Regions from separate parts of the Ctenopharyngodon idella genome. Here region 2 is linked to region 1. Evidence: chromatin contacts called from public Hi-C data. All regions are on one chromosome and are shown on one strand. Each heading gives the region's core, a stretch centred on a gene start, on an enhancer-like site or on the middle of the called end of the contact. The rest is flanking DNA. Distances are from core to core; before and after follow the strand shown. Region 1 holds the start of fam43a (family with sequence similarity 43 member A). Region 2 holds the start of xxylt1 (xyloside xylosyltransferase 1).

Region 1 (2,700 bases), core at 105-2,604:
ATGTTTATATTTTAAAGACTGACTGAAATTACAGCGAAAAGATAAATCGTCGCAACACGTTTGGTTTGTTATAGGGTGTCTCACTAAAATATGTCCGAGGAAAAACCAAAGGCTTTGCTTTGAATAGTTCCGGATGGGGAACTGTTTTCAAACTGCTTGAAGTCAGTGAACAAAAATGTGACCCTGGACCACAAAACCAGTCATAAATCGCACAGGTATATTTGTAGCAATAGCCAACAATACATTGTATGGGTCAAAATTATCGATTTTTCTTTTATGCCAAAAATCATTAGGATATAAAGTAAAGATCATGTTCCATGAATATATTTTGTAAATTTCCTACCGTAAATGTATCAAAAATATATATTTTTTGTGAGTGGATATGCATTGCAAAAGACTTCAATTGGACAACTTTAAAGGTGATTTTCTCAATATTTTGTTTTTTTTTTGCACCCTCAGATTCCAGATTTCAAATAGTTGTATCTCTGCCAAATATTGTCCTATCCTAACAAACCATACATCAATGGAAAACTTATTTATTCAGCTTTCAGATTTCAAAAAATGAACCCTTATTACTTGTTTTGTGGTCCAGGGTTACAAATAGACTGTCTGTTCCCTTGCATTGTTAGCATGCCACCAGTAGAGGGCATTACATAACAAGTTTCAGATTCGCCCAAATCCTTCTTCCTGCTCTATGCCCCAAAAGGGGCAATAATACTAATCCTAATAGTAATACTAATAATAAAAATAAAAAAGATAATAATAATAATAATAACAATAATTAAATATTATTGTTAATAATAATTATATGTAATATATTTAATCATTGTAATATTTAATTAATAATTACATTTTGTTGTTGTTGTTAATATATAGGCTAATAATAGGCTACATACTTAAACTTTATTACGACAGATTATTTTCATTATTGTAGAATATGTCGTAATAACAATAATAATAATAGTTGTTGTTGTTATGTATATAATATCAGGTTAAATACTTAAATTTAGCTATTTTTAGCCTTATAGAAATTAAAAGAATATGACACTTCGGTGTCAATATCGCTAAAAAAGTGGTATATCTGCAGAGAAAAAGATTTTTTTGTTGTCCGCAAACTAAACAGATATAAATATACTCCTTGACATACGTATAAGTCTGTGCATAAATGAGAACAAATTATCCGATATGAAACACTTCACATAAATAAATAACTTTAATAAATAAATATATGGATACTTGAGCAACAGCTGGGCGAAAAATCCCAGGCACCTTTAAGCCCCGTCTTGGTATCGTCCTAACTCCCCTCTGTGAGGCTGAATTGGTTCATTCCGATATATAAGTCACTGTTTCACGCTCGGACAGTACAGTGTGTTATTTAGTGATGCGGCGATTATAGCGTCCGACGCGACACTCCTCCGCTCACAGGTCTATGAAGTGCTCTGCAACTTTGAAAATGTCTTAAAGCAAGCCGATAAATGACTAAAGTCTGTTTCGTGGTAGAATTTAGGCGTAATAGAATTACTAGAGTAGATTTAGTATCTTCTTTGTCCTCAAGACGACCAGTATGTTGCCTTGGAAGAAGAACAAGTTCGAGCTGATCGAGGAAGACAAGCAGCAGTCCAAGCAGAAGGGCTATGCCGTGAGCCTCAACTACTCTGCGCTCACCTCCTTCGCCAAATCCTGCCCAGAAAGCGCACTCAACAGAGTCGGGAGCATGTTCAAATCCAAGAGGAAAAAGGTGAAAATCACCAGCGAGGACCCTACGTATACAGTCTTGTATCTGGGGAATGCCACCACTATCCAGTCCAAGGGGGACGGATGCACGGACGTGGCCGTCAGTAAGATCTGGGGCAAGAGCGAGATGGGCAAGAACGGCACCAAAATGAAGTTGACCATCAGCTCGCAGGGCATCCGCATGGTTCACGTCGACGAAAAGGCGAAGAGACCAGGACATCTCTATTTATTGCACAGGATCACCTACTGTGTCGCAGACCCGCGGCTCCCCAAGATATTCGCCTGGATTTACCGGCACGAGATGAAGCACAAGGCGGTGATGCTGCGCTGCCACGCCGTGCTGGTGTCCAAGCCGGAGAAGGCGAAGGCCATGGCGCTGCTTCTCTACCAGACCTCAGCGACAGCCCTGGCCGAGTTTAAAAGACTCAAAAGAAGGGACGATGCCAGGCACCAGCAGCAGCAATTGATCGGGGAGCAAACGATTCCCTTGGTGCCCTTGAGGAAGCTGCTAAACGGACAGTGTTACTATAAACCCCCGGTGGAGCGCAGCAGGAGCGCACCCAAGCTGGGCTCCATCACGGAGGACCTGATCGGAGAGGAGGAGGAGGAGAAATCCATGCACTTTGAGTGCGAGGATATTCTGGACAACGACAGCGACTGTATGGCCAACGGCAAGCAAGAACTGTGCCAGATTATCAATGACTTGGGCTCCATGAGTATAGGGAACGACGTGCAGACGCTAAAAGCCGACCTGAAAGTGACTCGCCTGCTGTCCGGGGAGAGCACGAGCAGCGAGTCCTCCATAGAGAGCAACCAAGAGCTGGTTTCTCTGCCTAATGGCATTGTGGATGGGAAAATGCAAGAAGTCGGCTGACCGAACAAAAACAATCTAGCCACACTTACATGGTAACAATGATGATGATGAAGAGCGTTTGGGTGCATGAATGTGCCACTTCATCCATTTGA
Region 2 (2,700 bases), core at 110-2,609, 130 kb after region 1:
ATCATCACGGTTGGTGTTGTGGCTCGATTGTGTTTCCTTGATACGTTTTGTGGTGCTGGAGAAGTTTTGCTTTTCAGAGCCGAAGTAGTAGAACGCCACCACTGCCAAGGCTGCGGCAAGGAGCAGCATGATCTGATAGGACCTGAAAGTACTGATCCTTCCCATGGTGACCGACAGCACCCGCAGGACACCCATGGATCCACTTCTACATGCACAAAATAGATTAGGATGTCATTTCTTTCCCCGTCTTGTTGACAGTTCCTAATCCATGCCTTGAATGCAAGAAAAAGGAATTTATCAATGGCATTTCCTGAGCTGAAAATGTCACTTCACACTTGATATTATACCTAATGAGATCAAATGGTACTATCTTTGTTTTGAGAGCTACGGAAAAGGGGATCAGTAAATAATAAGGACTTAAATTAAGGCCTGTTCATCACACGAATCTGTAATATGACTTAAGAAGACTTAGTGATATGTCATATGGACAGTTTTTATAAAACTTTTATGGTGTGTTTTTGTCATTTTGGAGCTTGACAGCCCAGTCCGCATTCACTGTATGGAATGGGGGGGAACTGAAACATTCACTCTTCAATAAAGCAATTTATTAATGATGACAAACGTTTTCGATTTCTCAACTTCTCTATTAAATGGATAGTTAACCTAAAATTACAATTATTTTGTTTCACAGAAGGAAATACAAGAGTGAGAAAATTATTTTATTGATATAATGATATATTATGGCTTTAGAAGACTTGGAATATAGTCATATAGACTATTTTTATGATTAATTTATTTACATTTTTGGTGAACACCCCCACTCTTCATTCACGTTCATTACATGGAAAAGAAACTCTTCAATATTTCGCGGTTTTCGCAACAAGGAAAACAAAATAGTCATACGAGTTTAACGACATTATGACATAAGAATGTTCTTTTTTGGATGAACTGTCCGTTTGAGTCATTCAGGGTCAAATGACAATTCAAAAGTGAACAACCTTCAACGGTGTCGGTGTCAGTGTCAGTGTCAGCTCTAATGCAAGTCAGCAGCAGACGTTCTTTTAAATATGCAAATCCGTACATGAATAATCCGTGGACCTTGCTGCAGGATGGCATGTTACTGCACAAGATTGTACTGAGGCACTTACCGCCGTCACATGACACATTCAGAAACGCGCACTAACATCAGAAGTCCTTCACTGCTGTTGAAAGCAAACTGTAGAGCAGTCGGTCACTAAAGATTGAAGGGAAAAATGAATTTGCAAAAAGCAGAAGAAGTGTGAAGACACGAGACATCTAAACACTTGCTCGTTTTACATCACCGGAAGTTAAACAGTTCATAATAAAAGACTCGCAATCACATGGTAGATTAACCATTTTTTATTTCTTTATTTCTTTATTTTAAAGTGCACCGTAGATAAATTAAGAAATAAAGATAGAACCTTATTTCTATCAGAGAATGGAATGTACGACAATTTTTTTAATGTTGATTTAAAATATAACTTGTATAGCTAACTATAGCTGTAGAAGCTGTATTTACTTAGACTTATTTTATTTCTATTTAGTTATGGATATAGATTACTTTTTTGATGTTTAAAGTATTTTGTACTTCAAAAAAAGAACAACTTATAAAAGTAAAAATAAGCTATATATATAGCTTATCTGTGTGTATGTATGTATGTAATTTACTCTTATATATTATTGCTATAATTTAACAATGAAAAATCTTTGTTGAATTATAGCAATATATATATATATATATATATATATATATATATATATATATATATATATATATATATATATATACATACAGTCAAACCAAGATTTATTCAGACACCTTGAACATTTCACTCATTATTAGTTTATTCACTATAATTTAAAAAAAAAAAAAAAGGTAATAAAATGACAAGATCTCAGAGTTAAACTGTGTCAAAAAAATTCATCTTAATTATGTCAGATAACACTTAAGCAAAACATGGTCAGGTCAAAGTGTCTGAATAATTTTTGGTTCCGAATTTTTATAAATTTTACTGGTAGTCCACTGTATGAAGAATTTTTGGGTATAATATGTCACAGTTTACTTTATTTTGATATCCTCACTTACATAAATGAACTATAGTGTCCTGCACCCACTAGTAAAAAAAATATCAAAAATGTCTGAATAATTTTTGGTTTGACTGTATATATATATATAGCTTATCTGTGTGTGTGTGTGTGTAATTTACTCTTTTTTATTAATTATATATTATTGCTATAATTTAACAAAGATTTTTCATTGTTATTAAAACAAAACCATTATCAAATCCTGAGACCACACTGGAAAATCAAGGTTTTAATGTCTAATTTAAACATGGAAAAGTTTTCAAATTATTTTTAAATATATTCTATGTAACTTTTTAAAATGTTTTAAAATATTGTTTAAAAGGTTTGTTTAATAAGTATTTGTAGGTCACTAATGAAATAAGTCATATGTGTGACAATGACTGTTGACTCACTGTCACCATCAGGTTTTTCACAAGCATTTGTCACATGATCTACACAAAGTTGGTCACAAAATGTTCTAGTCAAGCTACTGTTACTCTGAGAGTGTAAACTGTGAATGTTAATGCCATTCAGATACACAAACATATACATATGAAGTAAAACAGTAAGGAAAATTCTTGAAATACGTTTATTTGTACATAGTCACATAACACT

What was found. A called contact is a pair of places that touch in the nucleus more often than the background predicts.
Region 2: a Hi-C map of muscle shows a contact between it and region 1, with 6 times the contacts expected there. The contact joins the promoter of xxylt1 here to the promoter of fam43a in region 1. A contact is called at or near these places in 2 of 2 Hi-C or Micro-C datasets (both in muscle).

Annotation. Positions count from the first base shown.
Region 1 is chr11:25,520,305-25,523,004 of HZGC01, forward strand. fam43a (family with sequence similarity 43 member A) reads left to right here and starts at 1,355. Exons shown (of 1, transcript XM_051913042.1): 1 at 1,355-2,700. The coding sequence starts at 1,565. The coding sequence ends at 2,608. It overlaps lsg1 (large 60S subunit nuclear export GTPase 1), which reads right to left and starts at 40. Exons shown (of 14, transcript XM_051911969.1): 1 at 1-40.
Region 2 is chr11:25,653,346-25,656,045 of HZGC01, forward strand. It overlaps xxylt1 (xyloside xylosyltransferase 1), which reads right to left and starts at 1,360. Exons shown (of 5, transcript XM_051912002.1): 1 at 1,149-1,360; 2 at 1-205. The coding sequence starts at 195. It overlaps pik3ca (phosphatidylinositol-4,5-bisphosphate 3-kinase, catalytic subunit alpha), which reads right to left. Exons shown (of 22, transcript XM_051911998.1): 22 at 2,661-2,700.